Linked DNA regions of Mus musculus: region 1 is linked to region 2. A link is a contact called in public targeted proximity ligation data. All regions are on one chromosome and are shown on one strand. The core of a region is the stretch at or near the end of the contact, and the rest is flanking DNA. Distances in the headings are between cores, read along the strand shown.

Region 1 (5,559 bases), core at 62-2,561, 490 kb before region 2:
ATAAATATATATGCAAATAAAATAATAAAAATTACACATACACGTTTAAAACCCATGTGTTTGATGGTGACTCTGGCTTTTTAGCAAAGGTGTTTATTTTAGTTTTTAGCTTTCTGATGTTGTTCTTGCTGCTGCTTAAACCACTCTCATTCTCTGTCATTTATTCAACCAATATTTAATGAATGGCTGCCATTGCTAAGCACTGGGAAGTACTAGGAATGTTCTCAAATGTGCCTGCCTCAATAGTGAGCCCTTTCCCACCATGGGGTAGAGCATAAAACAGTAACTAAGCCACCAAGGTTGAGCTGAGATAGTGTGACCTGCTGCGTGTGATGGTGAAAATCCAACTGGGCAGTTGCTAACCTCAGAGCATCTGGGAAGGCCCCTGGGAGAGAGATCTTTCCACCTAAATAAAGAGAAAGTAGCCTCACGAAGGGCTTGAGGAAGAGCCTGTCTGGACAAGAGACAGCAGAGCAAGTCACTGAGCCAGCCTGGGAGGCGAGCAGAAAGATCAGCAGACCACACTAAGTGGGTTGCGATGAGGTCAGCGCCCTTTAAACATTTAGGTCAAGAAGTGGCTGACTCTTCTTTATTTTCCTGTAGGGCACCAGGGGATCTGAGTAAGGGGTGGCTGTGATTTAGTCTGAGGTCAGTGCCCCTGTCAATCTTGTGGCTCCCATATGGCGCCACTTCCTTCCCCTCTACTGCTTTTGCAATGCAACGTTCATGTCAGCACTTCTTTTGACATAGGCTGTTGTGGGCCCTGAGGCTCAGATACCAGGATCCAGTCACTTCTCACCTCCTTTCCCCACCCCTACTGGGCTTTGTCTCTGCATCTGTGAAGGGACACCTGGGCCTACCAAATGCTCCATGTGGCCTTCACAGATCCAATGGACTGGTCTCAGCGTCACCACCCCATGTTAGTGCTGAAGGAGCCTGAAACTCCTCCACACGTGGCTCCCTGGGCAGAAGATGCCTCTCAGTGTCTGCCTGCCTCATCCAAAGTCCCCAGCTACGGAGACGATCAAACTCGAGCGGAGAAGGATGCTTTAGGGTGGAAAGGGAAATGGGTTGGAGTGAAACTGAAAGGAAGGCTCCCTTCCTGGCCCCCGGAAAGCCTGCAGACGGGCTAAGAGGGCAGGCAACAGTCCAGGAGAAGGGAGATTTTTAGAAAGCTGGATGAGAAGGGACCCTGTGACCCACAGACTTTCATTTCTCCTAAATACCGGGTGACGTAGGCAGCCACAGGGCCAGTAAAAAGGGGAAGCCCAGGGTTTCTTAAGAAGCAGAAAAAGGGACAGAGGCTAAGCTGAGAGGAAGAGCCAGAGGGGACTAAGGAAGGAAGAGAAGCAGTCAAGCAAAAAGGAGTGTGTAGAGGAGGTGGCCGGGCCAGGGGAGACATTGAGGCCCAGGTATCATAAGAGAAGGGGACAATTAGAAAAGGCAGTTAACCGGGGACACTAGAGGAAAGGGGGGCCGGGAGGATAAGGTAGTGGAGCAAGCAGGATGATGGGGTAGGGTTGGGGGGGGGGGGGTAGACTAGGCCAGAGCAGAGGAAGGAAAGGAGACGATTTGATAGAAGCACAGGGGAGATGAACAAGAAGAACTGGGAGGGGAAGGAGTGAGTGGAGAGTTCAAGTGGAGATAGAAACTAGGTAGCAAGGAGAGGGACCTGAGGGAAAAAGAGAGAGAGAACGACACGGGGTGAGAAAAGAGGGCGATCAGGGTTAGGGGAGAGGAGGGGAGGACAGAGGAGAGAGTCTGGGTCACGGAGACAGGAAGGCCAGGATGTCTGCCCCTCGCGCGGAAGAGCAACCAAGCAGGTCCGGAGAGCGACAACCGCTGGTGGCCCGAGGCCCGCGGGGACCACGACGGTGGAGACGGACAGCTGCTGCTGCGGTGCTGCTAGTGCAGATGCTGGAACGCGCTGCCTTCTTTGGTGTCACCTCCAACCTCGTGCTCTACCTCAACAGCTTGAACTTCAATTGGGACGGCCAACAGGCATCACGGGCCACACTCCTCTTCCTAGGCGCCTCCTACCTGCTGGCTCCAGTGGGGGGCTGGCTGGCAGACGTGTACCTGGGACGCTTCCTCACTATCTCGCTCAGCCTGCTGCTCTATCTGGCTGCCTCTGGCTTGTTGCTCACCACCATCACCAATGATGGCCGCAGATCCTTCTGTGGAGAGATGCCCGAGTTGCCACTGGAACCTGCCTGCCCATCCTCAAGCTGCCAAGGCTCCTGGTCCAGCCCCTACTGCGCGACCACCCTCTACTTGGTGTTGCTGCTCCTGGCCCTGGCTGCCAGCTCCGTCAGGAGCACCCTCACCTCGTTCGGGGCTGACCAGGTGAGTGGTCAGAGGCATTGTGCCACGGAGGCCAAGGGGGACTGGAAATCCTGAGATGGAGGTTCTAGCCTCCAGAGGGACTTCAGGCAAACTACTTCCCCTCTCAACATCAGTTTCCTTATATGAAAACAGATGGGCTGCTTGCTCTAGAAAGAGTCAGGAGGACTCAGGAGGACTAGCCACAGCTCCCATGGCCCTCTGAGCCATGCCCCATGCCCCATGCCTATTGCCTTTTATTCTTTAAGACAGAGTCCCAATTTTCTAGGCTGGCCTCCAACTTGATTTGTGCCTGTGGAGAGCTATGGACTCCTGAACCTCCCATGGTGCTAGCTACCATGTCTGCCCCAGTGATGTGTGTGTGTGTGTGTCTGTCTTTCTTGTTTTAACCTACACCTCTGTAACCCAGATCAGTCTAGAATTCATTAAGGAGCCCAGGTTGGCCTTGCATTTGTGGCTATGCCCCTGACTCAGACTCCTAGGTGCTAGGATTTCAAATGCGAGCCACCATGCCTAGTTCCTTTCCATGTTTTTTTTTTTTTTAAAGATTTATTTATTTATTTATTATATGTAAGTACACTGCAGCTGTCTTCAGACACTCCAGAAGAGGACATCAGATCTTGTTACAGATGGTTGTGAGCCACCATGTGGTTGCTGGGATTTGAACTCTGGACCTTCGGAAGAGCAGTCGGGTGCTCTTACCCACTGAGCCATCTCACCAGCCCCCTTTCCATGTTTTAATGTGGTCCTCTTAACTATCCCCCAGGTGAGTAGTGTTGTAGCCCCTCAACTTATCTCAGATGACAGAGAGCAGGTCCCGAGGGACGGTGAAGCAGCTGAGTCTCAGGTCCTGGCTTGAGCCCTGTCTGAGTGTGTCACTGGGACTTGGGTGCAGGTGCAGGAGCCAGCCAGCCTTTTCTCACCCAGAAACAGCAGAGGCAGTGGGTAAATGACTGACAAAGTCTTGCCAGCATGGCTCCGTTTGGGTAGCTGTGCACAAGTGGGATTGTTGATAATAAACACTAGGAAGGGATATTATTAAAACAACCACACACGGTGTGAATAATCACAGGTGGAATGCAGAAACACAAATAGACAGCCATGGGAAAGATGAGGTGTCCATAGAAGGGGGGACAGGTGACGGTGGCAGTGTGTTCAGGCTACTGGGCGCTCTGTACTTCTCTCTCATTTACTCTGCCCTCCTCAAAAGCACTCACAGTTTTAAATGAGGTGTCTTCTGGCTGGCATCCACAATCCAGCGCCCCTACTGTGACCAGAGTCCTTTACTAAGGACTTCCCATGATTTTTAATAGCACTTATTGTATTGCTTATGTGTGTTTGTGTCTTTGCAAGTGAGTCCATGTGCACACATGTGAGCAGATGCATAGGAGAGGCTACAGAAGGTGCCAGGTCCCTGGGAGTTTGAGTTATAGGTGTTGGTGAACATCCTGAGACCAGGAGATTCCCAACACTCACTGAAAGGAATGTTCCTTCTTCTATTAACTTGTACTCTTTGATTGATATCCCACCTATTTACCCACTCCCAACTGTCCTGAAACCCTGGCGTAGATAGGGATGGCTGACTATTAACAGGGGCTAGTAGAGTTGGGCGGTGGTGGTGCACACCTTTAATCCCAGCACTTGAGAGGCAGAGGCAGGCGGATTTCTGAGTTCAAAGCCAGCCTGGTCTACAAAGTGAATTCCAGGACAGCCAGGGCTGCACAGAGAAACTGTGTCTCGAAGAAACCAAATAAATAAATAGATAAATAAACAAATAAAACCAAAACAAACAAACAAACAAAAACAGGGGCTAGTAGGCAAGTAATTGACCTACTCTATAAAACTGAATACAAAGAAAAATGTATTGATATTGAATGTGATACCCGGGAGAGCAGGCTGGGAAGTAGCTGTTATGCTGCCTACAGTACAGGGTAATAATGTGTGAGTCTTCATTTGGTTAGAATGAGTCTCTTTGTGGGCATTCCAGGCATGTGATTTTGGGCCCCATGAAGGAAGACAGCTCAGATGGGGAGTGCACAGTTCTGAGAGGTTAGCACGAGCTGCTATATATAGAATTTTCTGTTGGGTAATATTAACTATGCAAATGAGAGTTATGCAAATCTAGGTAGTTCCTATTGATCAAAATTCAGCCCTGGTAGGGTTACAGGGCGTTGTCTGCCACTAGCAGTTGGGATTCCTAGACCACACTTGTGAATATTTTCTAAAGGCTACCATTTCTCTTTTCTGGCCTCTCATCAGTGGCCTTCCCACCATACTTCCAAGGGCCTCAGCCACTGAGCATCTCTTCTTCCTTCTGGTGGAAGAGCTGGTTGCCCAGACAACAGATCACTGAGCCTTTGTAACATCCATGGTTTTACTCAGTAAGTCATCTCTCGAGCTCAGTTATTGTTATTTTAACAAAAACCGCTATGTATAAGATAAATATTTATTTCTGTGTTGGCAACCTTCACAACAAATTCATTGTGCTGAAATTCTTGAACCTCGGCCTGTGAGAGGCTTCAAACCAGACTCTGGGTTGAAGGGTTCCTTTCCCTTCCCACATCCCTGTAATCTTTGCTGTCTTTGTATCTCACCCCCTAGGAAACCGTAGAGACAACGGACTGCCTTGAGGCAGCGTAGACTACATTGGATTTGAGTTCTTTAGAGATGGCTCTACTCAGTGGAGAGATGGGTGGGGCCACAGGATTGGGAGTAGCCGAGCACTAGATAGGCTGCTGTAGCATTCAGGAGATTAAGTAGTCAGTCTAGGGACTTGGGGAGTAGGCACCATCTGGAAAAGAGCCATGCCTAGGAGCTACGAGTTCAGCACACTTGCTGATTTCAGGAAGGGCCATCCATCATTCTCCACAAGGTATTCGCTTGCTCTAGAAGGCCTCATTTATATCCCGCATGGGCTGCCTGGCCTTTCTCTCCCAGCTACACTTGTCATGTGTACTTACTTCCAATTATTAATAAATGGAAGTAGCTGTTCATAATGGGGTGTATTCAACTTTCTGCTTGAAGGTCCAGGCAAGGATTCCCGGCAAGCTGACATGGCTGTGCCCCTCCTTCATTCGCCAAGGGTACCTCATGGAATCCCCAAGGCACTGCAATTTTAAGCACATCTGTTCGGGTTATAACTTTACATTTAGATAAGGAGAAAAACATTTGTCTCTTCCTCAGCATTAACAGCTGCACGGAAAGCATGGGAGAATC
Region 2 (4,855 bases), core at 1,132-3,631:
ATACAGTATTTTAATCACATCTCCCAGGACATCACACTGAAGCTACCTTTATGCTATCCAGTCCTCCACTCTTCATTTTCTCTGCATTAGATTAGTAAGTGCTTTCCAGTTTATAAAAAGAACATGTCTAATCCAGAATGTGCCCTTTGCTTCTACTAGCTTAGTAACTATCAATATAAACACTTAAGTCACACTGCATTTCAGGAACTAGAATATCAAAGCTCTTAATCCTTCAAAGAGTCTTATCTCCTAGATGTTATTAAGTCTATTTCATATCTTAGCAATCCAGGACTAATAAGTTCATTTCATTAAAAGAATGTTTTAAAAAGCACTTATCTGCTGCATCTCATGTTTAACACACTGTAGCAAATATAATTATTGTTAGTCTATGTTCGTAGAACTTGCAGGTACTTGAGCTATGTCTTCTGGGCTGCAGATCTTGCAATATTTCCTTCTATGTGACATTAATTCTCATTTGCCTTTTCTTTCTTCCTAATAATATTAACAGCTCCACTCAAGAAACAAACAGTCCCTCACCAGATCAACATTACCAAATGAACCCCGGATTCTTGTTACCAGTGGGGCAGATGGGGATGGCACTGCATTGGAAGCCAAATGTTGGTTGTATCTGAAGCATTAGCTATCATTCATGAGTTCAAAGTCTGCCCCTAGGAGTGGCTATGATCCCGGGGAAGTGTGGTAAAGGTGTCTCTTTCCAGAACTGCCCCAATATGGAGAAACCTGGATTTCGAATTGATCTTTGTTGCTAAGTATATCAACACAATCCCCTTCAGGTTCTCATTTCTTTCTTGGATTTGCCAGGTCTCATATCTAAGAACTATATTGCATGCTTTTTTCTAAGCTCCCTGTTAGGAGCTGGATGCCAATTTGATGCTCTCTAGCCTGTTAACATCATGTGCATTTATTTCCTGTTATTTTAAAATTGACCATTTGTTAAAAAGAACATATAACAACAATGTCAGCTAAAAAGAAATATAGTTTGCATGAATCAAAATGTTCCTGACTCCCCAACAAATAATACGAAGTCACCAGTTTCATTCTTCTTTGTGTTCCTTTTCTCCTCTCTTCAGTTCTCTCTCCTCTTTATGTAAGATTTTACACAAATTATAACACTGTACAAATGGTCATTCCAACCATTTAGAATTCTTATCAATCTTTGACTAATTACAATAGCCTTAAGTATAAAAGGCAAACGTTATATTCTGACATGCTGCAAACATTGTTAAACCTCAAAAACAAAATCTTAAATGAAGTCAAGGAAGTCAGATGCTGCGTGGTTCTACTTATGAGGTACCCCTACTACTCAGTTTTGTAGAAAAGTAAAATGGTGGGGGAGGGGTGGGTGAAGAGCAGTTGTTTAGTGGATTGTCATGGGGGTGCCAAGCATGAATGAATCGAATGCCACTGAATCACACACTTCCAGTAGTTAGAACGCTACAGTTATGTAATTGGATTTTAAACTAGAATTAAAAATCCAAATGATAAATTCAAATGAATGCATTTCATTAGACTGAATGTATAATCATGGTCATTTTGGTTCCTTCTATTTTTGTTATCACTATGAACAATGCTGTAAGAAACACCTGTGCATTTTAAAACACATAGAACTTATGCTTATTTTATATGTTCAATTATCTATTTATGATAGCATATAGAGATGTATTTCCTGAATTTAAGCTATTCTTAAAATATGGCTATTTTGGAAGGAACTCTACATAATGATGTTTCTTACATTTTATAGTATGTCTGGCAACTGACACCATCACCTCCCAATCCAACTATGCTTTGTTCTTCACCATTCATTATGTTCACATGAAGTGGGAATGGCCCTTAGCTTTCGAAAAGAGTTCCAAAATCTCTTCTATTCAGGCAAACACCTCTGCACACAGTGCTTTTCTGTGTTGCAATGTTAGATTAGAACCATAGTTTCCAAGTTAAACATTTTCTCAAATGTCAGTCTTCTTTGAGAACATGTTTTATAAGACTAAGTGGCAAGAGTAGGGAAATTAAGGGAACTAACTATATAAGGTCATCACTTCAAATCTCAACTGATCTCAAAGGTGCTTTCCTTTTTGACAAGTAAGTAAACTGAGGCTTCAAATGGGCCTCACCAACTATTGCAAGTGGTCAACAGAAAAAACAGGATGAAAATCCATTTCCCAGACTGTCTATTTAGAGCACAACATCTCCCAGTGGTACGATTCCAACCCAAAGTTCCTACCTGTCCTCACAGCCCTGTCCTGTGTGCTGCAGCTCCTGGGCCTGCTCACTCTGCTCCTGGGAGAACTCAGACTCAACCTCTTACCAGCTGTTTCCTCCAGAAGTTGCACTGTCTGCCTTTGACACTCAGTCATTTTGTGTGCTTTCCCCGGAAGTACTCGTGATTACACAGGGTGTGAGTTTGCAGTAATTACAAGTAGTAGGAAAACGAAGAGCTGCTCTGCTTCCCCTTTCTGAAGTTTGAGGTTTGGAAAAATAACACAAAATAAAATCATCTCACGAAACAAATTTGGTCAAGTAGGGAACGATTCCTTGCATTTCTATATTGCATTAAGTCTGTCCCCTTCTGAATGAGAGATATTAGAATTCACCGTCTGACTTACAGAATTAATGAGGAAGGGAGTAAGGAGTTCATGAAAATCAGAGTTATTGGATTTGAGAACATTTGGACTTGAGAGAGCTTATTGATATGGAGATAATTTCCAGCTGGTTGGAAACCACTTTTAAAAGCGTAAACCTCAGTAGCAGCTCCCAAGGTTAATACTTGTTTCTTCCAATGGAGTATCACTGAATATACAAACCACACTCAAGGGAGTAGACGGCCATCACAAAACGAACTCCATGGTATTTTTGGAGATGTTTATCTCATAATGTTTTGCTTGGCCACTGTTTTTTTTTTAAACCTTAACTTGTATTTTGATTATCCTTATGGCATCTGATTTTTTTGTTTTCTGGCTTTGTTTGTGTGTCTCTCTGCATGTGTATGTGTTTCTTGTGATTTTTCTCTTTTATTTACTCTATTTCTCTGTTTGCTTTGTTCTATTCTGGTTTGTTTATTTACTGGCCTGTTTGGTTTCTAAAGAGAGAAAGACATGGAGTTGGAAGGGTGGGGAGGTGAAGATCTGGGAGGAGGAGAAGAAACAGTGGTCAGAATATACTGTAGAAAAGCAAATTTCTATTTTCAATAAAAATATTTTTAATTAAAATGAAGTATGTCTCAAAATAGCTCCAAAATAAGTTAAAAACAAGAACAAGCAGAAATCCAGTCCATACCTGTTGCATAAGTCTAAAAGAGGATGGCCTATAAGATGACAAAAGGAAGTAGAAGAGGAATACTATAGAGAGGAAGAGAAAGATGGAGATTCCAATGCCATGCTAGATGCTCATATACAACTAGTGTACTTGAAGCTAAAACTGTTATTGATATAAATCAGCATGGCTCCAAGAAGTTCTGAGCAGACAAACACGAATGGTCAGGCTTTATGTGTGCTGTAAGAATGACTTTGTTTCAAACCTGAGCATAAATTAATTACTTTGACTTGTTTGTTTTGTTTAGTTTTAATTCTACGCGATAGCACGAACCCTTTATTTGTAGTCTTGCTTTCTGTGGTTTCATTATCCACAGTTCACCACAGTATAAAATGTTCATAGATAGTTGTAAACACAAAGATTTGTTAGTTTTAAGTTTCCGTTCTGTGAAGTGTGGTGAAATTGTACCATAAGTGAGACAGACAGACAGAGAATTCAAGTTAACCACAGCATATTATAATTGTTCTCTGTATGTATAGGATATGTGGTACAGAGCCATGCAGTTTGAGACATCCACTGCTGATTTTGATATATATCTTCTGAGAATCGGGTTGGGGAGGAGTGAGCCCAATATACCTTAAGTATCTAACCAACTTACACTTAGAGAATAGGGACTTTCTAATAATACATAAGGCAACTGTATAAGTAGAACCAAGTGTTTCCTCTGCTTGACTTCACTGACTGTCTTGTGAAAGCCTAGCCAGCCCCTTGGTGCTCCTTCACTGTCACCTTTATCGTTTCTCATTTGGAACTTCTCAAGTCATGACTTCAATAAAATCCTTAAAATGTTATTGTACCTCAGTTTACTTTGAAAGTGTCCTTGACAAGTCACCCACACTCCAGTAGAAGGGCACACAGTAACGAATATTTGGGCAGCACAAATTGGATTTGTTGAGAAAAAAGGAATACAAGGATACAAAGGACACAAAGTTTTGGAGGAAGGGAGATGGGAGAGGTCTTGGAAGAGTGGGATGAAGGTGAGTACTATCAAAACACAGTGTCTTAAATTCTCAAAGAAAAATAAAATATAGGAAAAAATGTTTCAGACTTCATGCCAACTGCAGACTAAAAGCTAGTCCTCTGGAGAGCACAAACGAACTATTTGAAACAAGTGTATTGTCCAAAGTTTATTTCTTAGCTTCAGGAAGTTGAACAGGGTGTAGTGAGATTGAAGTATAAAATAAATGTTGCTGAGGTACATTTTGGATGGAGATCATTTTTTGGAAGGTAAATGTTGACCATATACATAAATAAAAATTAGAAATTTACATGCAACACCTATACTAGTAAATGCATGTACTTATTATTGGTTGAGTGAGATAGGGATTTTGCCTGAGCATCATTTAAACATGAAGATGACATTTCATATCAATAAAATGACCTTTTAGCTCTCTGTAATGGCTCACAGCTAAGTTCCCAGAACTTGGGAAGATTTTGAGTATGATGCCAGCTTGGGTTACATAGTGAACTCTGGAGCCCTATAGTTGGATAGAGAGGTCATAGGCCTTAGAGGAGAAGCTGCTAT

The links.
Region 1: a targeted proximity ligation map of bone marrow-derived dendritic cells shows a contact between it and region 2, with 2.5 times the contacts expected there. A contact is called at or near these places in 2 of 130 datasets of targeted methods (bone marrow-derived dendritic cells and microglia).

Annotation. Positions count from the first base shown.
Region 1 is chr19:10,841,233-10,846,791 of GRCm38.p6, forward strand. It overlaps Slc15a3 (solute carrier family 15, member 3), which reads left to right and starts at 1,312. Exons shown (of 8, transcript NM_023044.2): 1 at 1,312-2,346. The coding sequence starts at 1,789.
Region 2 is chr19:11,333,765-11,338,619 of GRCm38.p6, forward strand. Ms4a7 (membrane-spanning 4-domains, subfamily A, member 7) reads right to left here and starts at 2,382. Exons shown (of 7, transcript NM_027836.6): 1 at 2,243-2,382.